7 separate regions of the Mus musculus genome follow, and all the other regions are linked to region 1. Evidence: chromatin contacts called from public Hi-C, HiChIP or PLAC-seq and promoter capture Hi-C data. All regions are on one chromosome and are shown on one strand. The core of a region is the stretch at or near the end of the contact, and the rest is flanking DNA. Distances in the headings are between cores, read along the strand shown. Region 1 holds the start of Arid5b (AT rich interactive domain 5B (MRF1-like)). Region 2 has its middle 23 kb from the start of Gm31416. Region 3 holds the start of 1110002J07Rik (RIKEN cDNA 1110002J07 gene). Region 4 holds the start of Reep3 (receptor accessory protein 3). Region 5 overlaps Jmjd1c (jumonji domain containing 1C). Region 6 overlaps Jmjd1c (jumonji domain containing 1C). Region 7 holds the start of Cdk1 (cyclin-dependent kinase 1).

Region 1 (3,720 bases), core at 603-3,102:
GCCCTAATTCTTACTGCAGCGGAGGCAGACGTTATGGAAAAAAAGCGTCAAAACACACACAGAGGGTCCTTCCACCGCCAGATCACCGAAGATGAGGCGTTTGTGCTCTGCTGGGTGTATTAACTTCAGCCATGTGAATATAATTTTCATTAAAGTAATCCTGTCTCAACTCGATGCTGCGGGTAGAGGTGAAACGTTGCGAAAGCGTTAAAAATAGCTTGCTAGTAATTTCAACATCCTGTAATTTTATCGCGGATCGAGTTTCAACTGTCGTACTATACAAACCTTATCCCCCATATAGTACATGTTTACTTTTTTAGCCTGCCAGACCCACTCTGGAAAGATTGGTGCCAATATAATAAAATCGCTGGGGGGTTGGGGAGGGGTGCTGGAAAGAGTGGGAGGAGAGCCGGGAAGGGGTGGAGGAAGCGAGTACACCATTTTACATCAATGCTGCGAAAATGCAAGCGAGCCAGGCGGAGGACCGGCAGCTGGGTCGCAGCGAGCGAGGGTTTTGCAGTCCCTGCCTGTTCCTTGTTCTGTGGCTCTTAAGTTTCTCTGTTTGCATAATAGCCGTGCATGCAAACCGCGCAATGCTCCAGGGCTCCAGAACAATAAATATACACATTTAAAACCTTTATTGTCTTACGTTGTGTTAACCACCCCCCACCTCCGTTTCCAACAGCTTAATTTCTGATGGTATTTAACTAGTTTGCAAATGGATTATTTTTTTCAGTTTCAAACTATTACCGAGAAAGCTCCCCCTCCCTTTTGGGAGGAGGGGGGCACGGGAAGGATTGGGGGTGGGGTAGAAGTCGGTATATTATTCCTGTAGCGCCGGGTTATATAAACACATTATCATTTGAGAGAGCCCTTGGCGTCCATCAGCATTGTAAACACGTACGAGTGTATATACTTCAAAATTAAAGAATGCACACGCAGAACCCAGAGCCCGAATTCATATTCCGAGCAGACTCGCGGCTCGCATGTATTGATTTATCATGCATGGTTTATTGTTCCTCTCCCTAAATGTAGTTGCTGTCCGTTCAATATTGTTGCAAAATCACGAGACGTGTGTGTACTGCTCACTTGTCTTTCTGCTCTTCTTCTTCCTTTTTTTCCCCCCTGCTGAGTATTTTTTTTTTGCGAAGCGAACAAATGCATTAATATTTATATGTTTATATAATCGATAACCCACTTTTCCCTTCCGTGTAAATAGGCATCAGAAGATAATTTAACAGATTAGTTCTCTCAAACATGGCAGTGAGGAAACGTAATTTAACTATCAAACAAATCTACATGTCTAATAACAGCAAATCTGCTAAGGAGCATTAGAAAGAGGAGCGGCGCCCCGGAATCTCTGCAGGAAATGTTCTTTATATTAGACATATACAAGCAGGTCCTGTCAGATGCACAACGCAGCTCGAGAGACTTGGTCTGCTCCAAAAATCTCAACCGACGTTACCCACAGACACGAGGAACTGAGAAGAGAAAGATACCCTCATTACTTGGTTTTAGGATGGGTTTCAATTTTTTTTTACATCTTCCTGTCTGCTTTTTGCCTTGATCCATTCTCTTCCCGCCGAGGTCGGACTTAGCCCTTCTCCCTATTTCGAATTTGATCAACCCATCTTTGGCAGCAAACCCACATCTTTTTTACAGGAGATGAAAATTGAGTCTTCGAGGAAATATTAGGATATATTTTCAATCATTTTGGTGCTGAGGGGGAGGCTAGAGCTTAGTTTTATATTGAGACATCACGCCGGCTGCAAGCAGAGAATGCTTTCCCCTGCCAGGACCTGATGCAATCCATTCAAGCCAACAAGTTTGGAGAGAATGTTGAGTTCAATCAATTCAGAACGTCGAGATGGAGCCCAACTCACTCCAGGTATTTCGCTCTCCTCCGCTCCTGCGGTCCCGGCGCCCCCCGGCACCCCCCAGCCCCCCAGCTCACCCACCCCCTCACACCCCCTCACACCCCCCACAAACTTTTTACCAAACTTTTACCCTCTGCATCCCCCCAAAATCATTTTTATTGTTTTTTTTAAAAATCCCTGCGCTGATCATACCTACATAATGTAATTTTATCGCCTCATATGGGGAACTGGGGAGGGGTGGTGGGGACCCGGAGGGCTTTTTTTTTCTTTTCTTTTCTTTCTTTCTTTCTTTTCTTTTCTTTTTCTTTCTTTCTTTTTTTTTTTTTAAGGGAGGCAGAAAATTAGTGGGTTTTGTAATATTTTTTCACCCAGCGTTCTATCTGTGGGCCGGTCTGTATTGAGAGTCTTGTGTGTTAATGTGCCTGGGAATAGATATTTGTGCTTGATGGCTACATTATTTACGTGGTGCTTTTTTTTTTCTCTCTCTCTCTCTCCCTCTCTCTCCCCCTCCTGCAGTGGGTCGGCTCACCGTGTGGCTTGCACGGACCTTATATTTTTTATAAGGCTTTTCAATTCCACCTTGAAGGCAAACCAAGAATCTTGTCCCTTGGCGACTTTTTCTTTGTAAGATGTACGCCAAAGGATCCGATTTGCATAGCGGAGCTCCAGCTGTTGTGGGAAGAAAGGACCAGCCGGCAACTTTTATCCAGCTCGAAACTTTATTTCCTCCCCGAAGACACTCCCCAGGGCAGAAATAGCGACCATGGCGAGGTGGTAAACCTATCTCTCCCTCTCTTCCTTCTTTATTATCTACCCCCCCCCTCCAGTAATGCGTATTATAAGGCAAGCTTGAAAATACTGTATTCAGTTCTGCGGTGAGCAGGATCCGCTCGTTTTTTAAAGGGGTAGCGCCACTAACTGGGGCTGGAGTATTTTACCATTGTCAGAGTTTGGCTGTCAGCTTTACAAAGACCGTCCAACTGCTGATTTTAGTCAAGATCAAATAACTTGTCAAGAAGGGTTTTGTTCCAGGGTGTGTGTGTGTGTGTGTGTGTGTGTGTGTGTGTGTGTGTGTGTGTTCGTTTAGCTACCTCTTCTTGAAGATTAATATCTCATGCTTTAATATACATATTTTAATGTACATATTTTTTGCTTTTTAATTTTTTTAATTTTTTTACTTCATGCCTGGCTCCTGGGCTGGGTAGCTTTCTTTTAGTGGGTTTTGATATTGTTCACGTTTTTTTTTTTTCTTTTAAGTATTTGATATGTTTAAGAGGGCGGAAATTACGAAACGGAGGCAGAATGAGATCAAAAGCAATTGAGTTGGCAAAGGCGTGTTGACTGAAGTGATAAATGACAGGTACTGGGATAATACATTCAAATAACTTGCGCATCTGCCCGGGCGGATTTCAAAGCGGTCGTGTAACCGGCACAAACACGTTCGGCATTAAGAACTATCTCGCGCCCACTCCCCCTCCTCCCGGAGCCATTTGATGTTCTGGTTTCCAGTGACTCCACGCGAAGTGGACGTCTTCCAGTAGGGTGTGGGGCTGGGTGCAGGGGCCTCTGCGGTGAGGTGCGAGTCTGTGCGCGGGATGGACGCGGGGAGGACCCTGCGGCGCCGCCACCAGGCCACCTCCCTCGGGCTCTGTCACTGCGGGTGTGACCGCACCTCTATGGGCTCCCCGGGTCCGAGGGCCGAGCTTGGTGGAGTGATCGTTACCCCCCTACACACACACACTCACACACACACACACACACACACACACACACACACACACACACACACACACACGGGAACTATTTTGGGGAGTCTGCGCCCAGGGCGCGGTGGGAGGGAGGG
Region 2 (3,720 bases), core at 654-3,153, 1.4 Mb after region 1:
AGTACCCCTTGGAGAATGCTGGCAGGACCTCTTGGCTTTATGGATTGACTATAAAATCCTCCTCATAGGCTTGCGTATTTGAACACTTGGTCCCCAGAGAGTGGCATTGTTTAGGGAGGTGGTGGAAACTTTAGGGGGTGGGCCTTCGCTGGAGGAAGTGGGTTTCTGGAAGCTGGCCTTATGGGTTGTGTGGCTAGGCAGAGGTTCTGTGCTCCTGCTGCAGTGGGACCAGCCTCTTTTGCTGCCGCTTCCCTGCCAAGATGAAGGGTTCCCTCTGAAACTATGAGTTAAGACAAATCCTCCTTCCTTAAATTGCTTCTTTAAAGACTTATTTATTTACTCATGTATATGAGTGCTCTATCTGTATTATGTTTACCCAAACACCAGAAGAGGGCATCAGATCCCATTATAGATGGCTTTGAGCCACCTTGTTGAAGCTGGGAATTGAACTCAGGATGTCTGGAGGAGCAGCCAGTTCTCTTAGTGGCTGAACCATCTCCCCAGCTCCCCTGTGTTGCTTCTTACTGGGGTATTTGGTCCCAGTCACTGATGAGAAAGTAGCCAAGACCCTCGGGTACCACAGCCTGTGGTCGCTCAAATCCCTTATGTCAAATGGCACATTTTATGGAACTTTTTTGATAATTATATGTTGTGGTGATTTAAATAGCACTGGCTCCCATAGACTCATATGTTTGAATGCTTGGCCCAAAGGGAGTGGCACGATTAGGAGGTGTAGCCCTGTGTGAATAGATGTGGCTTTGTAGAGGAAGTTTGTCACTATGGAGGCAGGGGTCTCAGGTGCTCAAGCTAGGCTTAGCATGACTGTCTCTCCCTGCTGCCTTCGGATCCAGGTATAGAACTCCCAGTTTCTTCTCCAGCACATGTCTGTCAGCACATGACAATAATGGACAAAACCTCTGAAATGTGGGCCAGCTTCAATGAAAGGTTTTTCTTTTTAAGTGTTGCTGTGGGAATGGTGTTTCTTCACAGCAATAAAACCCAGATTAAGATATATGTACATATGTGTGTCTCTGTTTATGTGTGTGAGGGCAATGCTGGCAAAGACTAGACATACTGGAATCTCTAGATCTAGAGTTACAGGTGATTGTGACCCAACCAACATGAGTGCAGAAAACAAACCTGGGTCCTCTGCAAAGTATACACTCTTAACCAGTAAGTTATCTCTCTGGTCCTCCTATTTCCATTTCTTCCTCTTCTTCTTCCTTCTCTTCCTCTTCCCTCTTCCTCTTTCTCCTCCTCCTCTTTCTCTAGAGGTAAAAACAGATGTATTTTACTTTTTAAAACTTCTTTTTATTGCTGAGACTGAACCCTGGCTCTTTGCTTGCTAGGCAAGTGCTTGCCTCTGAGATAAGTTGCCAACGTCAAGAAGTTTAATTCAGCTTGTGGTTCTGTAACTCTGAGAACATGACACGTGTCCCTCTGGCTTCTCATGAGGGTCTTAACATGGCTCCATGCATGTCAGGAGAGCAAAAGTGAAGGCAGATGAATTTGGAAGGAGCAGAGTGTTAAAGAGAAGACACTGCCTGCTTCATGTTGAGCAGTACTCTCCAAACATGACTTAATTCCCCAAGGAACCAATGCACTCTTAAAAGAAGGTCACAAATCTCTTTTAAAAGGTCCCATACCCCACCATGACAACGTCGTGGAATTAAACACCAGTGTGAGCTTTGGTGGGAACAGGTACATCTAAACCACAGGAGACATGTGAGACTCGGGTGCACAGGAGGCTGGGGGTAGGGTAGGGCCGGGGGAGCATAAAGAGGAATAGAAAACCTTGGGTAAGAGGCCACCTGATTTATTCAGATTGAACACAATGAACTGATCAGAGGGTCCGGTCGCCAGAGCTGTCCTGAGATTAGAACCTGGGTCTTTCATTTCCTGTTTTTGGTTTCTGAATGTTGCAAAGATGGCTTTTCGGTTGCTTTTGTTTCTCTGGGGAGACCAGACTGTAGTCATGTCACCTTTCACAGAACCATGATCTGTTTTAGTCTGGAATAATTTGTTTTCTATCCACATGCACAGAATCTCCTCAGTCCTTTGGGGCTGGCTCATTCCTCCCCCCCCCTGGCCTTTGGATTCCCTTTGTAGAGTTTTGTTGATTTTAAGATCTCACAGGACAGTTTGCAAATGGGGTCCCAGAGAATTCAAATGTCCGGGTTCTTGCCTGGCCACATGCATCTATTTTAGATTCATATTTGATGAATAGTTTTTGCTTAGAAAGGAAATTTAAGTTGAAAATATTTCCTTTGGAATTAACAAAATGAAAATTAAAAAAAACCCACAAGTGGCTGATGAGGTGACTTAGCAGTTAAGACGCTGGCTGCTTTTCTAGAGGACCATGGTTAATTCTCAGCACCCATGTGGCAGCTCACAGCCATCTGCAAGTCCAGTCTCAGGGATTTCTGCGCCTTCTTTTGTCCTCTGTGGGCACTGCATACAGGAAGGCAAAATACCCATGTGTATAAAATAAAAACAGATAAATATTTTTAAAAATTAACCACCCCATGAAATATCATTTTTGCTTGTCTTCTAACATCTAATAATGCTATAGGAAGTCTGATACTGGTGAAATTAAAAAAAAAAAAAAGGTATCCCTTTCATAGAAGCCTGCATAATTCCTTTGAATTTTTTTTTATTCCTTTGAATTTTTAAAAAAAATTTCTGGAGGGTTTGAGTGGTATGTATGTATGTATGTATGTATGTATGTATATGCATATGTATATGTATATGCATACATATACGCATATATACACACGCATATATATGTATGTATATAACCTTACTATGTAACTTACTATGTAACTATGTAACCCCAGAATGTCCTTGAACTTACTATGTAGCTCAGGCTGGCATCCAGTTTGCCATCTTCCTGCCTCAGCTTCCCCAGTGCTGGGCATACAGATGAGTGTTCCTATGCCCTGCCCTGCCTTTGCAGGGCTTGTCGTGTGGTCGTGGTCTTAGTGGTGCATGCATGGAGCCTTCAAATCTCATCTTTGCTCTCAGGACTTTTGTTTTTGAATTTTCACTCTGTCTGGGGAAACAGTCTTGGCTGTGTCTTTTAGATCATGTGTATTGTTTTTATTAGATTTTAAGTTATATATATTTTTTATTGTGTGTGTGACATATGTGAGTTTGCAGGCCAGATTTCAACTTGCGGGGGTCAGTTCTTTCTTTCTATCAGGTAGGTCCGGAGTATCGAACTCACGTTGTTAGGCTTGGCTGAAAACACCTGTAATTTTTAAAATGTATATGTCTGTGTATATGTATATTACATGTGTGAGTGCTGACAAAGGTCATGAAGACCTCCGTGGGGATTCCCCCACCCAAGTCACGAGATAGTGTGCACCCAAAGAATCATGAGAGACCATCTTGGTGCAAACACATGAGGTAGTTTAATGTCGGAGTATCTCACACTGGAGACAGAGGTGTTGACCACGAGGCTCAGACGCTAGGGGTTTATATAGGAAAAGAGTGGGGGTAGGGGAAGAATTGGCATGGCTTCACACAATTGGACAGTTTAAACATCAGCAAACTGTACGTGCAGATCGAGGTAACAGCAGAGCATCTGGTTAACATTTAACTCAGGTCAGAAGGGTGGGAGATAGGGAGGCGCCAGGCCAGTCCAGACATTCTTGTATGTCTTCCCTATCTTTATGGCTAGTCAGTTCCTGGGATGACTTTACAGCCTCTGTTCTTTGC
Region 3 (3,720 bases), core at 510-3,009, 1.4 Mb after region 1:
GTGTGTGGAAGAGATGGCAGGATCTTTTTTCAAAACAGATTTTCCTCTTCTTTGACCTTTTCTCGGGATGATTGTACTGTTGTTAACTTTATTACTGGAGCTTAATGTCCAAGAAAGCAGGAAACACTTCTGGAAACAGCTGTGAATGTGGCCATTCATTGATTTTTTTTTTGTCCCCATCATTAGGGCCTTCGGAGAGGGATTTCAGTTTTCAGGGCTAGGGCGCCTGTGTTCTCCTTAGAAGTACTAATGACAGGCACTTAAATTAGACCACACAGAGTTAAGGGAAATGATTCAATCCTCCATTTTCATCAGACCAGCGACTGGAGCCATCTACCTTGACCTCTCCAAGGGGTTCCAGAACAACTGTGTAATTCCCAGAAAGATAAGAGGAGGCAGGTCACTCGGTGGTTCTGAAGTCTCCCCTGTAATCCCAGGGCACACCTCAAGGCAGGAGGATGCCAAAGTACGCGGGGCAAGTTGGGTGTGAGCGGAGACGGGGGCCTTAATGGAGGGCCTGGCACTGTGACAGTGTGCAGGCCCAGTCTGGCCTGTGCGGCAGCTGCACAAGTTTTCCGGGACCGCAGCCAGCTGGTGGCTCATGGCAATGGTTTCTGGGTCCTGGCTCTGTCCCAAAACAGGCTGGAGCTCCTTAGTGTGATCCGGCCATGGCTTTGTTCTGACTCCAAGATGAAGTTTGGCTCCTGAACCAGAAAGGGGAAGGCAGGTCCATGCCCCCTTAACCCACGCTCTCCTTCCAACCAATCTGATACAGGGGACCGAGGGCGGGAGCAGAGTTAAAAGTCTAATGCTATGCAGGGTGGTTCCGCCCCCTTTGGGTCTCCTCAGCGCACCTCGACGCTAACCTTTGAACACTGAGCGCCAGCTGAGACTGAGGTCACTAAGTGCTTCAGTCTAAGGCAGAAGTCTAGAAGGTCCAGGAACACTTGGAGGTGACCCCAAACTGAGTTGCAACAATGCACGCCTTGGTTTTGCAAGACATATGATCTCCCAAATCAGGGTCTCTGAAACAGGCTACCCGGAAATCCACAGAGCTCTCAAAACAAGGTGACTCCTAATCTCCATCTCACGTTCGGTGACCATTTCCAACGGTGATGTTCCTTGACACGAAGGCTTCACTTTAAGGCATCTTTAGGACGTTTTGGTATCTGTATTGATTAGATTAGGCCATCTAAGGCAAGGCAGAAGGAGCTTGTAGACAAAGCTCCTAGACGAGACTCCAGCCTCCCGCGGCAGCTTGCTGTCCCAGCCCCTCCCATCTGGGGCTCTGAAATCGGCTTGTAAAATATAGGCTTTATTTGTAGGCTTCTCCCTCTAGTTTCAGGCTAATTCTCCTAGATTGAGAGTAACACAATAAAAGCAAGAAATTTTGTTTTGCTTGTTTGTTTGGAGTGCTTTCCTCCCCCCCCCCCCAACTCTTTTTTTGGAAACTGCAACCTCGGATCCCCACAGAGGCTGGGGGGGGGGGGGGGAGGAGTTAAGAACATCAATCAGTTTCGCAGCTGGAGGCTGAGGCTTTCCTCAGGGAAGACTTTTTACATAAAACAGATTGTACTTTGTCCTTGCCAGGGCAGACAAAGGTTTAAATTAAATATGCAGCAAGCTCCAGTTGGCTGCCTGCCACCACCCCGAGGTAGGGGGAAGGGAGACCGTGTCCCCCGCTCGCCTGACTCACTCAGTGTTTTTTTTTTTTTTTTTTTTTTCCCCTTCCCATTTCTGTTACTTCAGTGGAAGGCGCCTGCAGTCTTGGGTTGGGTTTTTCTGTAAATGCACTCTGTGAGAGATACGCAGCCTTCTGGGACCTTGGCTTCCTCTTCCATGCAAAGAGGGAGGTGACCTTTGAAGGTCTCTTCCGTATTTAACCTTTTCCGTTTTCTCTGATCTCGGTGGCAGGGATTTTCAGCAAATGCCCTAACCCTCTCTGTAGGGGGCTCACGTTCACCATTTCCAGGGTGAGTTCATCTCTGTGTAACTCGTCCTTACCTGGAGTGACTGGGTGTGTGATCTATTCTCACCATTCCTGGGGTGATCTCATCGATGTGTGATGCATCTTCACCATTCCTGGAGTAACCTCATCCATGTGAGATACATCCTTATCATTTCTGGGGTAACCTCATCTATATGTGATCTACCCTCCATTCCTGGGGTGACCTCATCTGTGTGGCACACAATGTGATTATAAAAAGACAAAGAGGTATAAGAACATGTTCTATGGGGGTGTGGTGAGGGGGGGGTGCCTCAGTGGGCCCATGCCAATGCATCCTTTCTCCCTGAAGGACCAGCCACATTCTATACTATTATATTGTATAGAATAGAATTTATTCAGGGCATGGGGAGAGGAGTTAAGTGGATAGTAGAGGCAGAGAAAGGCAGAGAGAGAGAGAGAGAGAGAGCAGAGAAGTAGAGGCCGGCCATGACCACAGGGAGAGAGGGAGAAGGGAAGGGGGAAGGGAAGAGCCCAAGAGGGCACGAGAGAAGCAAGCCGGGAAGGAGTAAGAGAGGGAGGAGGGGGCAAGCAGCCCCTTTTGTAGTGGGCCAGGCCTACCTGGCTGTTGCCAGGTAATTGTAAGATGGAATTTAGACAGAGTGCTAACCGTACACATCTTCACCATTCTGGGGATGATTTATGGATGGAAAAAAAGAGAAAGAAATGGGAGGAGCTCAGGATGTTCTTAGGTATGGTGGAGGAGAAGGTTTGTGACAGACATAAGAGAGAATACAGAATATGGACAAAAAGAGGCATCTGGGAGAGTGCAGAGTGAACATTGCCAGACTGAGCTGGACTATGTGGAGAGAGAGAGGCAGGGAAAGCAAGAAAGGAGACACTAACAAAGAGGGGTAGCCTGGGCTAAGAGATAATGTAACCGAAATGGCTGAATTGTATAGGAGCCAGAGAGGCTGGGGGAAGGGAAAACCCAGTCCAGCCTCGTGGCTGGAGAAGTTTAGGGTATGGGGTGGAGTATGCCAGCCAGGAGGACCCTGGAATGGGTAGAGACTCAGGGATGGTGGGAAAACTTGGTGGCCAGGGTCAGCTTTGATATGGTAATAGTAACCTCTGTTAGCTGTTTGTCTTGGGTTTGAGACCTAACAGTTTGATTTATATGTGATCCATCCTCACCATTCCAGGCATGACTTCCTCACCTCATCTATGTGTGATCCATCCTTGACATTCCTGGGGTGACTGGGTGTGTGAAGGTCTAACTCCACCTCCACCCCACCCCCACTCCAGACCTCTTGGACCAGCCAGCCATATTATCAGGGGACGTAATTAATGACATTTGACCTTGCATCCCAGTTGGAAAGCATTCATGCCTTACCTTCATCCTTCATCAAACAGCTCAAGCCAGTTGCTACTAGAGTTGAGGGTCCCTAGGGTGGAGTAGACATCGTTCTCTTTTTATGCTTTTAAATATTGGTAAGTGCCCTGAACTAGTCTTAGGTCAACTTGACACAAGCTAGAGTCATCTGAAAGGAGGGAATTTCTATTGAGGAAATGCCTCCATGAGATCCAGCTATAGGGGATTTCCTTAGTTAGTGATCAGTGGGGGAGGGCCCAGCCCACTGTGTTCTAACCCTGGGCTGATGGTCCTGAGTTCTATAAGAAAGCAAGGTGAGCAAGCCATGATGAGCAAGCCAGCAAGCAGCACCCCTCCATGGCCTCTGCATCAGCTCCTGCCTCTGGGTTCCTGCCCTGTTTGA
Region 4 (3,720 bases), core at 457-2,956, 1.2 Mb after region 1:
CATGGGGATCACTGGCTACAGAGTTAAGTTCTCTAAACCTCCGTTTCCATGGTACCAAGGAGAATCAACACTCCAGGGCTGTCTGGGGCGGCAGGATGACTCAACAACACTGTAGCAACCCAGGGTAGGTAGGTGGTTTACAACCCGTGGCTTTTTGAAATAGGAACAAGGGGGCTGTGTCCTGCAAACAATAACAAGAGCCATCACCTCTGCAAAACAGGCAGAAGAGACTAAATGCGGAGGGGTGAAAGGAGTCCAGAAACTTAAGGGATAAATTATGAGGGAGGGTGGGGGGCAGGGAATTGGGGGGGGGGGATTTAAGAGGTCAGAAAGGTAGAGAATGGGAAATAAAGCATCCAAGAAAAAGATGCAATTCAGTCAAGGGCACGAAAACACACCTTAGCTCAGGAAAGAGAGGAGGGGAAAGATATGTTAAGGATGAGGAACGAAAGGCTGTAAATAAAGACATTACAAGACCGCTCTGCCCATGGAAGGACATGAAAGGACAAGGAAGGTATGTGCCAGAAAAACTGCTGCTTAGAGGGCAAGCACATCTCCCCAGTAACGCTGAACAATGGTCAAACTAAATAAACCAGGACAAACGCAATCACCGCAGCCCCTGAAATAAAAACACACATTCTTAATGTAAATAAGCAAAAAAAAAAAAAAAAAAAGGAACGGAAGAGCAGAAAGCAGCGGAGGACTTCTCTTCCTGGTTCTGTGGAAGGAAACCCCGCAGGCCTCCACCTCCTCCACAGTGCTGGGATCACAAGAGCTCACCACCATCCCTCCCCTGCTGCTTTCTTTCATGGCCAAAATTCTTCTTAATTTATAGGCCTCATGAACTACAAGGCACTCATGGTAACCTATCCCTGTCCCTTGATACCATCCCAGGCAAATCCGACTCCTTCCTAAACACATTAATTAGCAATACCTTACATCATCCTTGAAAAGCAGGAGGTAAGCAAGAGTATTATTAGCCTCTTTTTATTATGGGGAAACTGGGGAACAAAAAGATTAAATTACAGTACGTCCCAAAATGAGCCATCATATTTTCTAGGACTTTAATTAAAGGCTCCAAACACCACATTACAGACATTATTCTTTCTAGCTTAGAGAACTTTTACTATTGCTTCCACCAGGGGACCAAGAAAAAAAAACACCTACAGTAACTTAAAAGGTCAGCTTAAAATTTTGGACAGTGTTAAGAGGTAACACACACGCGCGCGCGCGTGACGGAAAAAAAAAATAAGGACACTTGTAAACAGCACCACGGGTCGGAAATCCTGGGTCCACGTTTTAGGCTGTGGGGCAGGCAAGACAGACAGGAGTTGGCTGACGCTGATGGAAAAGGTGCCCCAAGGGGCCCAGAACAGCCTCGCCATCCCTGCAAACCCATCACTCCAAACGTGACCCCCGACGCTCTCCCTTGGCCCCTGCATTGCACCACGAGCCTCGCCGTGCCAACCCAGGCCTGTGGTAGGCCCTGGCTGCCGAGCCTCGGTGAGCACCGGAGCCGCACCTAGCCAGACACTTCACAATCCCGGCTTCCCCCGCCCCCGGCCTCGGCTCCCACGCGCTCTCACCGCCCGCCCGGAGTCCCCCGGCCCGGGGAAGCGAGGTGACCGCGCAGCTCGGTGGAGCGCAGCGCCCGCGGGGTCCCGGAGCCGCCGCCTATCAGCGGAGCGCAGGGGCGGGGCCGGCAGGGCCGGCGGGGCCGCGGGCGGGGGCGGACGGGCGGGGGACCGGGCTCCGGGCGGCTCCGGGCACCGCGCGCACACACCGGGCCGGCTCCCGAGGGCGCCAGCGCGGCCCCGGGGAGCGCGAGCGGGGAGCGCGCGGCCTGCGGTCAGCGGCCCATCGGCCGAAAAGATGGTGTCCTGGATGATCTCCCGAGCCGTGGTGTAAGTACGGGCGGGGAAGACGCTTGGGGCCCGGTTGCCGGAGCCAAGCTCACGGGCCGCGGCCTGCTCACCCGTGTCCCAGTCGCTGCGGGGCTCCGGGGCGGCGGCGGCGTTGGGAGCAGCAGGGCGCGGGCGAACGGACTGGCAGGCGGTGGGCTCTGCTCCGTGGAGCCGCTCCCCGGCGCGCGGCGGGCTCTGCTCGGCTTCTCCTCGGCCTCCCCTCCGCTCCTCGGCTACGCGGCAGGCGCTGCTCCGCTCCTCGGCTCCTCCGCTGCCCGGCGCTGCGCGCGGCGGGCTCTGCTCGGCTCCGCGGCGCGCTCCCGGCTGCGGCTCCCGCTCCCGCGGCCCGCGCTGCGCGGCACCGCCCTGCGCAGGCTCCGCCGACGCTGAGCGCGGGAGGCCGGCGGGACTCCGGATGCGCCCGAGCCTTTGTCACCAGGTCTACCGCGTTGCGGTGTCTGTCCGCGGCGCACGCCGCTTGGTCACGTGTAGGAGGAGGAGAGATCGGTGTCAGAGCCCGGGCTGCAGAGTCTTGCTCAGGGGTCCCGAGGTGACCTGGGAAAGAGCCTGCGCTAGAAAGGTCGGGCAAACGCTGACCGTGGAGGGCCGTGGGTGGGAAGAAATGTTTGCAATGGAGAAGGCGCAGGTGCCAGTCCCCTTTGTTCGGGTCATCTCCTCAGTTCACTGATTGTGATACAAACGAGAGCTGCGGATGGGGAGAGGAGGGGGGAAAAGTTGAGATGTGTTGTTTAATCTGCAAAGGTATTTGAATACAAGTTAAACCGGTTCTCTTCCCATCTTTCACCTTACCCTGTGCGCTCTAAAGCAAAGTCACCAAATAAAGGGCCATAAATTAGGTAAAGCCTGGGGGCGGGAATTCATTATTCATGTAGCAGTAGTGTCATCTGAGTACCTTAATGAAATGTTTATATGAGGTTAACAGGCCTCGCTGATTAGCTTATAATTTGAAGGGAGAAAATGACATTACTTGGGCATTATTATTTTCACTACGGAGAAGGAGCTAATTTTTTTTTAACTTGCTTTTATTTCGTTTGGAAGTGAGCTAGGTAACCTAGTTTGCAATGCATTCAAAATTTGCTCTTTCATAAAATGTCCTTTAAAGCCTCTGAACTTCTTGTATTCATCTTAAAGCCACAAATAAATAAAGTTATGCCACGGGTGCCTTCAAATTATGTTTTGCCTCTTCCAAGGCAGTCTTCGGGTTTCCACATAATCCAGGCATACTTTCTTAACCTACCAGAAGTCCCTCCACTATTTTGGCCTAGCCCCTCAAATTAAATGCCCCATTAAAAAAACTGGGTTTGTCTTTTGATCTCTTAGACCATTTTCAATGATGGAAAATTATGGAACACCTTGAGTTTGCATTCATCAAATAAGATTTTTATTTTTTTAATTGGTGAAAGGAAGTATGTTTAGTGCTACGCTACCTCCAATACAAAGGTCAGTACCACGTAGGAGATCTTAATGGGACACACATTTCACATCCACAGATATCTACTGTACAGGTCAGAATGTCAGGTCTTATGAGGGTTATACCTGGTGTAATACCCAGTGTTAGACAAGGAAGAAATTATCTGTGGTTGGAGCGTCATCAAAGAAGGCAAAAGAGATTACGTTCATAATAGACCTTGAGGAATGAACCCGATCTAGACCGCCAAAGAGGAAGAAGGAAAAGATTTCTGATAGGTGGACTGGTGTAAACCAGAGCTGGGGTAGATTACAGAGTGAGAGCCAGAAAAGCAGGAAGAGAAAGAGAGGCCATTGTTTTATGAAGACTTTTATAATCCCAGAAACA
Region 5 (3,720 bases), core at 426-2,925, 1.1 Mb after region 1:
AATCTGCAAGCTGGACGTGATGGCGCACACCTTTAATTCCAGCACTTGGGAGGCAGAGGCAGGCGGATTTGAGTTTGAGGCCAGCCTGGTCTACAGAGTGACTTCCAGGGCAGCCAGGGCTATACAGAGAAACCCTGTCTTTGGGGGGAAAAAAAAAGTGTCTGCATCAAATGTTTGTATATATTTAAAATACTGAAGTTAAAGTCCATTATTAAAACAATGTAAACATTTTTAAATTTAAAGATTGCAATAAGCTAGAAGATTAAGAAAAATAGGTTATTATTATCTTTTACTTTGCTAAAAGACAAGGAACTTAATTTTACTTATCACAGCATCTGCATGTCTCTGTCTATATATTACACATGCCAGGAACCAGCCAGAGCCAGAAGAGGGCATCAGCTCCCCTAGAGCTGGCCTATAGGTAGTTGTGACCTGCCTGCCTCCTGTTGGTGCTTGGAACTCCTCCAGGCCTCTGCAAAAGCCCCAAGAGCACTTAGCTGCTGACACATGTCTCCAGAGCCAGTACCTCCTGCCCCCACAAACACACTTTTCTGCTTTCTGAGACAGTTTTCTTATGTTGGCAAGGCTGGCCCTGAATGAGATCCTCCTACTTCAGCCTCCTACGTCCCAGGATCATAGATATGAATCACCACAAATTGTTTAATAGTTGTGATGAGTTTCTTTACATAATTTAAATCTATTTGTCTACTGGAAAACCTATTTCCCCTCAAGATGCATTTACTTACTCTAATAAATTAGTTAACCTCATAAACAAATAAGTATATGGCAAAACAAAACCAAACCCTCAAATACATTTATAGATAGGTGCAGCCCTGAGCCAAAGATGAACAGAAGTAACCCTGGTGTCTAGACAATTCTCCTCTAACAGGAAGCTGTGTTCACTCCTGTAATCCTAGCTATAGCCAAAGTGTTCCTGTCTCACAACAAAGTCCCAGCACAAATTTATTGCTAAGTAATGCTATAATCAAAATATACTGAATGCCCTGAATATGAATGAAGTTTAATGAACAATTGGTGTGCAGTTCCTTACCTGGTATGGCTGAAAGGCACTATCTTCTGTTAAAAAATCCAGTTGCTTATCTATAAGGAATTCTACTGCAGTGATAGAACTAGGTATACTATTTTCAACCAATGGTTTGAAGGTCTGTCAAAAAAGAGAAAAGTTCTAATGGTTATTTTCTGGTTGTATCCTCAAAGTGTTATACAAAGGGTACATGGCAATATAATGGTTCAATAAGGTCGTCATAATGGTATAACCTAACGTTTTTATTAAAACCATAGAATACTTTTTATTCATTAAAAAATAATTAAACACAACCATAATTAATAAGCTGGAAATTATACTGTATCATGCTATAGACTATTTCTGAAAGACTACCAAGCACACGTGTATGTTTCTGCTTAACCCTGAAAACATGAAAAGAAGTCAACCACATTCACCCCTGTTTACTCCTAACTAGAGATGTTAGTCTAATTTTCATACTGAGATTTTAACTGAGCAGAAAGCATCTGACCTTACCCCACCCCTGCCTTGCTCCCAGAACAACTACAGATGCAGTTACTTCAATGAGAGCAGAGGGCAGCAGGAGAGACCAGTGAGGAAGAGCAGTCCCCACCAGCCCTGTCCTGTCTCTAGCTAGCACTGTCACAAAGCAAGTCTGAGATCACACAGCAGGCAGTGAGGTGGGAAAGTTAGAGGAAGGAAACAAGGGCACAGTGTTTGTTTTCTTAAATGACTATCACCACACTCTCATTCTTAGCAGAGTCAGAGTCAGTCAAAATTAAATGTATTCATGTATCTACTACTGTTTGTTCTAAAAGCTTTAAAATGAAAAGAAAATTCTACCATCTTAAAAAGTGTGGCTTTCCTAAGAAAGAATCAAAATCTGAAAAATGCAATTAAACAACTAGGCTTCTAAACTGCATATATGTGTACCAAAAGAACATTTCCTCATGACAAGGCAACTTGGGTACCATCTGGACACAAAACAACACTGTTGACCAAGACAGTACGTATCTCCCAGATTCCAAAGCTGTTGGTGCTCCTGTCCACCCTGTCTTGTAGCTATTATGTCTTAAAGAAATACAAAATACTCTGGTTATTACACAAAAAAAGTTTCAGTTTGAAGGGGTTCTCAAAGAGCTAATTTTCTACACTTAAGAAATTCTTACCAGGAGTTAAGTGGATTCATTAGGATGTATATTTTAAACATATCTCATTTCTATTCAATTAATATTCCTGAGCAAATAACATTTTCCTTATTTGAAAAAAAATTGAAAAATTACAGTATGTATCTCTAGAACCATCCCCAAAACAAACAAAATCTGTCTCTTCCATTTATTTTTAACATTTATGATAATTGAACCTAGTTAGAATAACTTTCTACTGTGTCCCAGCCTAACCTTTTAAGTACTAGATGTTCAAAATACTTTGTGTGAGAAATTAACTTTCAAAATAGAAAATTCCCACACTAACTGTACATCTATCATTGCCTGCTACCAATATTTTCTATTTCTTGGGCCTAGATTCCTAATATTTCATATAATTCTATCATTTTTTATAAGAGAATGTACTCGCTTAAGAGTTCATGTTATCTGATTATATGAAATATGTTAACATGATAGCTATCAAGTTAGCGTATTTCTACAATGAAAAATTTTCATATTATACTTCTACTTGTTTAGCATTGGTAAATGAGAGAACACTGGCTCCTTCTCAAAAGGACTTTCAATCTTTGGACATTTTCTGTTTCTTGTCCAAACACTTCAGGCCAAAGCATCAAGGATAACCCCCCCCCCCCCAAAAAAAAAGACTGGCTAAAGATAAAATTCAATTTAGCAGGACTGGACACTAGCAACATTAGCCCTAAGTACCTTTTTCTTATGCAAATAATACAGGTGTTTTGCATCTCCTAAGCCCCAGTCATTTTATAATATCAAAAACATTCCTGCGAAGATCTTCTCCAGAGCCCTTTTTGCAAGGTGGGCCGGCTTCAGGGGTAAAATTCACCAACTTAACATAATTTAAATTACTCCAGTTAACTTAGAAAGAGGATTAATTTCTAGATAACACAATTCCTCAAAATTGAAGGTATTTAGTTGACAGTCCTTGGTAAAATCTGGCTAGTAAATGTGTATGACAAATAGAAAGGCTAATTTACAAGTGACCCCGTGTACAGCTCCATTTAAACCTCACATAACACCCTCCCCAACCAGAGGTGCTCTACAGTGCCTGTTAAAGAAACATTAAGATATATTAAATACAAATCTGAAAAGCAGTTAAAAGAAACCATGATTTCTTAAAGTGGCAATCAACTATGTAACCATAGTAATTTTTGTACTTAACACACATCAAAAATTAAACAGATTCATGTTAAAATGGAAACAAATGGATTTTGTAGCTTTAATAAAGTTTCTCTGCTGTAGGTGCTCTGGAATGTACAGACAGTAGAACTCATGCATAACTAATTCATGACTCTAAAGACATTCTATGAGGAACTTCCTCAGCCTAAGGGGAAGCAAGCCCAGTAGAATATGGCCCTAATCACAAAAGACTTGAATCTTTGAAACCCCAAGTGAAAGACACTAACTTAAAACTGAACATTTAGTTGAAACAAATCACCTTTTTCCATTTTGTTAGGGGATTCAGAGTTCTGTTAAGGTCATCTGTTAGTGTTAACCAAACTTTAAAAATAGCCT
Region 6 (3,720 bases), core at 421-2,920, 1.1 Mb after region 1:
ACACCATCTAGGGTAGGTTGTAAAATAGCAAGCAACCAAATTGGGAAGCCACTTAATATAAAAACTACAAGGGAGAAACCGACAAATGCAAGTAATGAAGAGATTAGCTATTTTATTATTTACATGTATACACATGTACAAAAAAATAAAAACAGGTGACATATGGCACATGGGACTTCCTTTATAACAACACACGAGTGGAAGAGCATACATTAAGATTGTAAGAGCCAGAGGAACCGGAAGTTTGGTATGAGATTGTATGTCCTAGGGACATCAGAGAAGCTACACCCATGAAGACTCATCAAGATGACAACCTAAACATTGACAACACCATCAGAACGTGCTCACAGGGAATGACCAAACTCATGGGGCCCTAACATGAGCTCTATGGACAACTATGGAATGTTGCATGGGGAAAATGGTCTTCTGCAGGGAAGAAGTTGACTATCCACTATCCAACTATCCCAGGTGGCTATCCAATAACAACCAGTTAGCCCAGAAACCATAAAAAAACCAGTAACATTAGACTAAACAGGTTGTGTTTATTTATTTTAGAGTATTTTTGTAGGTGTATATGTATGTGTGTAAAAGGAAAAGAGGCCATGGATTTTGCAGTGGGTGCAGCATGTAATATGGGAGAGATTGGAGAGAGAAAAAGGAAAGGGGGATGATGTACATGTATCAAAATTAAAAAAAAAAATTCTAAAATTGAGGTCCAGGGGCTCAGAGGATCATAAATTCAAGGCGAGCTTTAGCATGTAGTCAATTACAAAGATATTCTAGGGATACATAATACTTAGTCTCAATGAATATACAAAACAATGGGGATGAGTGTGTGTGTGTGTGTGTGTGTGTGTGTGTGTGTGTGTATCAGCTGGAAGGGTACTTGTTCTTGTAGACGACCTGAGTTTGTTTCCCAATATCAAATGGTGCTCATGACCATCTGGTAACTCCTGTTCCAGAAAACCCAAAGCCCTTTTCTGACCTCCAAAGGCACCAGGCACACATATGGCACACATACACACAAGCAGGCAAAACATGCAAAGCAAAAAGTAAAATTAAATCTTAAATTCTTTAAAATGAAGGATGACTACAAATGAAACAATACTGGTCATGAAATGACTCCCTGTTGGGAGCTGAAGATGAAAAGATAGCTTGTCAGTTAAGAGTGCTAGCTGCTCTTCCAAGTCCTGAATTCAATTCCCAGCACCCACATGGTAGCTCACACCTGTCTGTAACTGCAGTCTGATGGGATATGATGCCCTCTTCTGGTGTGCAAACATACTCCCAGATACAACACTCATAAACATAAACAGAATAAAATAAAATTAAGGGAAAGAAAATCACATCACTCAAATTCTGGTCAAACCTTCTAGAGGCTTCCAATCCAAACTTGTCAGAACCAAAACTGTATTGTAGCCTGTTAAGCTCCACTTGAGTACCTTATCACTGTTAACATCGATTAATCTCTGGAGCCTCCAATTTTTAGAGTGAGCTTACTTTACGGCCTTTCCATTTTCTGTTCTAGTTGATGATTTGGAGCCCCGTGTAGGCCTTACTTACTGTGCCCGCATGTAGACGACACGGAACAACGTAAGGGTCAGCTCGGTCCTGCGGGCCAGGCTCAGATCGCCATGCCTGAGGGCTCGTGCCCTTCCTTCCTCCCCTGCTCAGCTGTCTCACGACAGCTCTCTGAGTCTACAAATCTCACCCCGCCCACCTTCACTCTTGTCCTCATCCTCCTACAACCCAAGAAATATTTGTACAAATGAAGAAACACCAAATGGACTTATCTTTGAGGCAAGAAACAAAGGAGGCAAAGAGAGGTACAAAAATAGGTCTAAGAACAGGAAGTTATGGGGGGGGGGGTTCCTGCTGTAACCTCTGTTTCCTCTGTGCAGTAGGAGAAAGGTCATTTACTAGTAGAGAAGAAGGAAGTTTGATAGAACAGTGATAATTTGGAGTAACTGTGTAAGGGAACCCAAGTTTATAGAAGCAGACAAAATGGTGCCAGAAAAATGAAGGGCTCATCTGAGTAGAGACAAGACAGTGACTCTGAAATTCGGGGATGTTTCGTCTTGTCCTTCCGAGTTCAGTTTTCTGCAACTGAGGTGTAACATATCTGCACTGTCCCACATGTGACACGTGAATTGGTCCTGGCACTGTTGCCAATGCTGGGCAATGTAAATTTAGGACATGTAAGGAAAAAGGAGAAGCAAAGCTTTAGAACAACCTCCAAACAAACAACCCCAAAATTACTCTAACACTGCAAATTAAAAGTAAACATGACAGAAAATGTAAGAAGCATGCAAGAGCTAAACTGTTGGCTAGGAAGAACCCTTCACAACCATTGTTCCCAGCCAATAGAAAGGCTGGAGGGATGGCTCAGTAGCTAAGAGCACTTGTTGCTCTTGCAGAGGACTAGGGTTCAATTCTAAGCACTCACATGGTGGTTCAAAGCCATCCATAACTTCAGTTCAAGGGGTTCTGAAGTCCTTTTCTGACTTTTGCAGGTACTGGCATATAAGCAGTACATGGACACACATATATATACACACACACATATACATACACGTGCAGGCCAAAAATTCATACTCATGATTTTTTTTTTAAAAAAAGGTGAGATTATATGAACAACAGAAGAATCTTGACTGGAAAAAAAAAATCCACACTGAGTAAAATAGAAGATTGTAAAATTTATATTTTATAATTTATAATTATATGACCCATTATTTATAAGCAGAAATAAAATATTTTACTAGCTATGTATGAAGCTGTGATCTTATTTTGAGCATTTCTCAAACTTCTAAGGGCATCTTGAAAACATATGCACCATGAGTTGACATTTATACAAAAGGCAAGCCCTCCTATCCCTCTTTTCTATACTCCAGGGATTTAAACCCAGGGCATCACACATGCAAGGCAAGCCTTGTGCTTATTCATTTCCTGACCCCACACTCCTAGAGTCTGATATAAATACCATATACATTCTCTTTAACACAAAAAATTCAGAACACAATGTGTGCTTCTGCATATTAACAATTAGAAGAGAACATCAATATAATGAAAAGGGGTACTTTGTAGTACTTTATAAATTAAAAAATTATATAAATTAACTTGTTCGGCTGGTGTATGCACATCCGTTGGTAAGACAAGAGCTCAGTATGAAAGGAGCCCTGGGTTCAGATGCAGCAGCACAGAAGAACAGCAGTTATTAGCAGTAATTAGATCTAGTGACAAGACTGTAAACCTTGCCCAGCACACGACAGGTGAGAGCTCTGCTGCACTAACAATTCCTAGCTCTCTTATAATTAACCTATCTATCCCAAGAGGCCAAAACTCCCTAAGACAGATTTTATAGTTATAAAATTATCTAGATATGCATGTTTGAGTAAAATATCAGTAAAATCTAGCAATTTATTCTAGTCTACAAGCATACAATTGTTTGTACTGACTTTAGTCCTCTATAGCAGCCATACCACACAATGTTTTCCAACAGTAGCAAAATGCCAGACACATACTACCAATTAATACAAGTTTGTTCACACATATGCAATAAATATTAAGAGAGCTTTCTGCTAACACTAGGCACTGAATGTACTGCAAGTTGAAGACTACAGAGTTCAACTGCAATGTCACTACAGTTATAGTCTTCAGGGTCTTTTGTAGTATGGAGCCTCAAGCTGTATGCAAGAAACCAATTCCTTGTGCTAAAGCGTG
Region 7 (3,720 bases), core at 734-3,233, 1.1 Mb before region 1:
GGGGTTACAGGCATTTACAAGGATGCTGGGTTTGTTTTGTTGGTGGAGGGATCTGAACTCCCATCTTCATGATTGTGCGCAAATGCTCTTAATGGCTGAGCCATCTCTCTGGTCCCACACCACACTGCTTCATTTTCTTGAGGAGTTGAGAATCTTTTCAAAGTGGAGCACAGCCTCTTTGAAGGATGTGGTCTGAGGGTGGTGGCAAGATAGAGCTTTTGGTGTTGACTTAGAGCCGATAAAACAGATGACATTTTGTTTGTTCATAGATTTGTGAAGGTTTGATTTCTAAGGAATATTTAACATTTAAAAAAAAGATTTATCTATTTGGTATACAGTATTCTACACACATGTATGCCTGCACACAAGAAGAGGGCAGCAGATCTCATTATAGATGGTTATAAGCCATCATGTGGTTGCTGGGAATTGAACTCAGGACCTCTAGGAAGAGCAGACAGTGCTCTTAACCTCTGAGCCATCTCTTCAGCCCAATATTTAACATTCTTATGTGGAGATATGTCAAAACATTTAGTGTGTTATCATTGTATACATAATGAATACATAAGTGTATAATCACAGAAACAGGCTGGCATTTTTTCTTTTCAGTTTTGAGGGTGTCTTTCAGTGTTTCATTGGTTCCTATCCTCTTGTCTTCTTAAGGTACTTTAAATGTGATCCTTCTGCTGGCTGCTAAAAACTCATTGAAAAAAACATAATCTGCAGGAACACGGGAGAGCTGGAAAATACATCAAGTTACCTGACACAGACATAGAGAGACAGACACTTCATGTTCTTTCTCATAGGCGGATCCTAGCATGTAATGTTCATATGTTAGTGTGTATATAAGGTTCCAACTAGAAAGGAAAGGCTGCCCGAGTGGGGGGGGGGATTAGAGTCATGGACATGGTGATAGGACACAGAGGGCTATGGGCTTGGGGGCGTGCAGTTACGAGGTGCGGGGACTAGGGTTACTGGGAGAAGGGATGAGAAGAATTAACACAGACCAATATTGTCTGAAAATTCCATAGTGAAACTTAATATTATATATATACATATATTAAAGGTGTGTGCCACAATCCTCAGATATATATATATATATATATGTATATATATATATACACACACATATATACACACACACACACATATATATACACACATACATATGTAAACTAATATATTATATATTAATATTATATATTATTTATATTATCCCAGCTTAATATAGAATTTTGAAAGGCATAATCATAAAGTAATTTTAAATGTTAGCAATAGCCAGGTGGTGGTGGCAGCACACGCCTTTAACCCCAGTACTCTGGAGGCAGAGGCAGGAGGATCTCTGTGAGTTCAAGGCCAGCCTGGTCTACAGAGCAAGTTCTAGGTCAGTCAAAATTACACCCAGAAACCTTGTCTCAAAACAAAACAAAATAAAAGTAAGAAACTCTTTTTTTTTTTTTTTTTTTTTTTTGGTTTTTCGAGACAGGGTTTCTCTGTATGTGTAGCCCTGGCTGTCCTGGAACTCACTCTGTAGACCAGGCTGGCCTCGAACTCAGAAATTTGCCCTGCCTTTGCCTCCCGAAAGCTGAGACTAAAGGTGTGTGCTACCACGCCCAGCTAATAACAAGCTCTTGATGTAGTGGTACTGTCACTTTGGTGGCTGGCTATCTAAATTCAATGCATTTGAATTGTGTTAGTCTTGGAGGGAAATTACACACAGAAAGGTAGCTGGAGAAAAAAGAGAATAGATTAGACTGTCCAGAAACAACAGGACGATATTGGAAGGAAAACAGAGCTCAAGAGTCAGTTGGCGCCCGCCCTCCTGCAATTCCTCTGGCCGCGGTTTCCGCTCCCTTTCGCGCTCTGCGCTCCCAGGCAGCCCCGCCCAAGCGTAGCTCAGCTCTGATTGGCTCCTTTGAACGTCTACGTGCAATCGGATTGGCGGATCCCGGGAGCTTTACCGCGGCGAGTTTGAAACTGCTGGCACTCGGCCTCTAAGCTCCTGGAGTTGCTGCGTCCGCGCAGTCCGGAACTGCGGTGTGGCCCCAGCCGGGACAGAGAGGTATGGCGTGAGTCGGACTGGGTGCAGGCTGGGCCTGCGGGGGCTCCACGGGATCTGGGGGTTCCCCCGGGGAAGGGCAGGACATCCATGTGAGCCTGGGGATCCCTTGTGGACGGGTAGGGCCTCCACGTGAGATCTTGGTCTCCTGTGGACGGGTAGGGCCTCACCTAAGTCCGGGATCCCTTATGGTCGGGCATGGCCTCCCTGAGCCCGGGGTCTGGGGTACCCTATGGATGAGCATGTCCTCATCTGAGGCCAGGGTCCCCTATGCAGGAGCATGGCCTACCTGAGCCTGGGGACACTATGGAGGAGCAGGGCTCACCGGAGCCTGGGATCCCTATGGGGGGGGGGGGCAGGGCTCACCCGATCCAGCGGTCCCTTATGGAAGGGCAAGGCTCACTTGAGCCCCGGGTCCTGCGGACGTGCAGGCCCCTACGCGAGCTCCAGGTTCCTGCAGACTGGATGGGCCTCGCTGGAGTGGGCCCGGGTGTGGGCGGGGTGCCAAGTTATGTCCCAGGCCCTGTTGGCTGCCAGTGTGGAGCTGGGCTGCACCAGGCCAGCTGCCTTCGGAGGCCTTAAGTCGGTACTGCCGGAGAAACAGACCCGTGGTCGTTTAAAAAGCTTATTCCTACCAAGGTGCAGAACCAAGAAAGTGTAGGATCGTTTATTTTTAGTTGCCTGTGCTAAGGCCACAGACTGTACCCAGGCAAAGAAGGAGAGAGAGGGAGAACCGCGGATGCCTTCGCGTCCTTGATCGTCTTAAAACATAAATACCGATGAAGGTTCTGATGTGCGGGCCACCATCGCCTGCCCCCAACTTGGATACACTGGGCAGCTTTTAACAGCAGGCCCGGGAGACTGGAAAATGTTGGAAGGAAATAAGCCCAGCTTTCAAGACATGTTAACTCTTTGCTGTCTGTGCAGAGGTGGTTGAAACGTTTAATGCTCTATAGTTATATTAAGTCTCTGTATTGAAGAAAGGGGGTTGGGGGGGGATGCGTTGAAATTTCCTAAACATAATCTCCATAGTTGAGAGTCAATCTTATGTGTCTGAGAATCCCCAGGGTTCAGTGGGATGCCTGGCAGGACCCTTGGACGGGTTTACATTTTCCTTCTGAATTTTTATCTGTTGAGCCGCTGCCTCCTTGTGCAGTGCCAAGAGCTGGGATTCCTGGCTGTGCCCCCACACCCCATGGAGTTGATTTTACTGTGGAAAGAGATCTGTAAGGAACAGCTCACGAGAGGTCAGCCATTCCTTGATGCTCATTCATAAGGATCTTGTCACCCGTGGCAGAGGGCTTTCAAGGAGAAGGCACACCTTTTTCCTACCATTCTTTGTGAGCCAAGAAATTGTTTCTCCCTTGTTCGTGATATTTTTCAAAGCATGATTAGCAAACACACTGTCTTAGCGTTGTTGGGATGAAACACCATGACCAAAGCAAAGGAACTTGGGAAGGAAAGGGTTTAGTTGTCTTGTACTTCCACGTCACAGTTCGGCCTCAGAGGAAGTCTGGACAGGAACCTGGAGGCAGGAGGCCATGGAGGGGGCTGCTTCCTGCCTTCTTTCACATAGCTTGCTCAGCCTGCTTTAAGAACACAGGACCCTATATGCCCACGGATGACCCCACCCACAACGGGCTGAGCCCGCCCCCATCAATCTC

What was found. Promoter capture Hi-C pulls out the DNA fragments that hold promoters and counts their contacts. Hi-C and Micro-C count contacts between places; a contact is called where the count stands out from the background. HiChIP or PLAC-seq counts read pairs in DNA pulled down with a chosen protein or histone mark. Capture Hi-C pulls out chosen DNA fragments and counts their contacts.
Region 2: an H3K27ac HiChIP or PLAC-seq map of bone marrow-derived dendritic cells shows a contact between it and region 1, with 7 times the contacts expected there. The contact joins the enhancer-like site here to the promoter of Arid5b in region 1. A contact is called at or near these places in 1 of 39 promoter capture datasets (pre-B cells), 2 of 484 Hi-C or Micro-C datasets (LSK cells and Th1 cells) and 5 of 115 datasets of contacts at active chromatin or transcription factors (bone marrow-derived dendritic cells, bone marrow-derived macrophages, large pre-B cells and 2 more).
Region 3: a contact with region 1 is called in a Hi-C map of liver, with 3 times the contacts expected there. The contact joins the promoter of 1110002J07Rik here to the promoter of Arid5b in region 1. A contact is called at or near these places in 3 of 484 Hi-C or Micro-C datasets (the N1E-115 cell line, cardiomyocytes and liver), 1 of 115 datasets of contacts at active chromatin or transcription factors (large pre-B cells) and 1 of 9 other capture datasets (embryonic stem cells).
Region 4: a contact with region 1 is called in a promoter capture Hi-C map of liver, with 2.8 times the contacts expected there. The contact joins the promoter of Reep3 here to the promoter of Arid5b in region 1. A contact is called at or near these places in 1 of 39 promoter capture datasets (pre-B cells), 1 of 115 datasets of contacts at active chromatin or transcription factors (pro-B cells) and 2 of 9 other capture datasets (liver and pancreatic islet).
Region 5: a Hi-C map of CD8 T cells shows a contact between it and region 1, with 2.8 times the contacts expected there. The contact joins the enhancer-like site here to the promoter of Arid5b in region 1. A contact is called at or near these places in 3 of 39 promoter capture datasets (liver and pre-B cells), 1 of 484 Hi-C or Micro-C datasets (CD8 T cells) and 4 of 115 datasets of contacts at active chromatin or transcription factors (bone marrow-derived dendritic cells, cardiomyocytes, regulatory T cells and 1 more).
Region 6: a contact with region 1 is called in a promoter capture Hi-C map of pre-B cells, with 4 times the contacts expected there. The contact joins the enhancer-like site here to the promoter of Arid5b in region 1. A contact is called at or near these places in 3 of 39 promoter capture datasets (the C10 cell line, liver and pre-B cells) and 2 of 115 datasets of contacts at active chromatin or transcription factors (bone marrow-derived dendritic cells and pancreatic cancer cells).
Region 7: a contact with region 1 is called in a Hi-C map of B cells, with 11 read pairs. The contact joins the promoter of Cdk1 here to the promoter of Arid5b in region 1. A contact is called at or near these places in 6 of 39 promoter capture datasets (the 3T3-L1 cell line, cranial neural crest, hippocampal neurons and 2 more), 3 of 484 Hi-C or Micro-C datasets (B cells, the MNK3 cell line and hematopoietic stem and progenitor cells) and 9 of 115 datasets of contacts at active chromatin or transcription factors (the NIH/3T3 cell line, bone marrow-derived dendritic cells, embryonic forebrain and 4 more).

The regions. Positions count from the first base shown.
Region 1 is chr10:68,276,858-68,280,577 of GRCm38.p6, reverse strand. Arid5b (AT rich interactive domain 5B (MRF1-like)) reads left to right here and starts at 1,852. Exons shown (of 10, transcript NM_023598.2): 1 at 1,852-1,888; 2 at 2,394-2,648. The coding sequence starts at 1,868.
Region 2 is chr10:66,855,629-66,859,348 of GRCm38.p6, reverse strand. No RefSeq gene overlaps it. Among named protein-coding and RNA genes, the nearest start is that of Gm31416, 23 kb to the right of the region's middle. Within about 2 kb of position 1,903, at least 17 of the 459 cell types and tissues checked have an H3K27ac peak or open chromatin away from gene starts, as enhancers often do. A contact at or near this core is called in bone marrow-derived dendritic cells, where this site is marked.
Region 3 is chr10:66,918,423-66,922,142 of GRCm38.p6, reverse strand. It overlaps 1110002J07Rik (RIKEN cDNA 1110002J07 gene), which reads left to right and starts at 1,759. Exons shown (of 5, transcript NR_138561.1): 1 at 1,759-1,973.
Region 4 is chr10:67,094,974-67,098,693 of GRCm38.p6, reverse strand. It overlaps Reep3 (receptor accessory protein 3), which reads left to right and starts at 1,706. Exons shown (of 8, transcript NM_178606.5): 1 at 1,706-1,904. The coding sequence starts at 1,873. It also overlaps a transcript of Jmjd1c not described here.
Region 5 is chr10:67,187,181-67,190,900 of GRCm38.p6, reverse strand. It overlaps Jmjd1c (jumonji domain containing 1C), which reads right to left. Exons shown (of 26, transcript NM_207221.3): 3 at 1,052-1,165. Among named protein-coding and RNA genes, the nearest start is that of Jmjd1c, 62 kb to the right of the region's middle. Within about 2 kb of position 1,675, at least 62 of the 459 cell types and tissues checked have an H3K27ac peak or open chromatin away from gene starts, as enhancers often do. A contact at or near this core is called in CD8 T cells, liver and regulatory T cells, where this site is marked.
Region 6 is chr10:67,203,276-67,206,995 of GRCm38.p6, reverse strand. All of the region lies in intron 3 of Jmjd1c (jumonji domain containing 1C), which reads right to left. Among named protein-coding and RNA genes, the nearest start is that of Jmjd1c, 78 kb to the right of the region's middle. Within about 2 kb of position 1,670, at least 100 of the 459 cell types and tissues checked have an H3K27ac peak or open chromatin away from gene starts, as enhancers often do. A contact at or near this core is called in liver and pre-B cells, where this site is marked.
Region 7 is chr10:69,351,175-69,354,894 of GRCm38.p6, reverse strand. It overlaps Cdk1 (cyclin-dependent kinase 1), which reads left to right and starts at 1,983. Exons shown (of 8, transcript NM_007659.4): 1 at 1,983-2,059.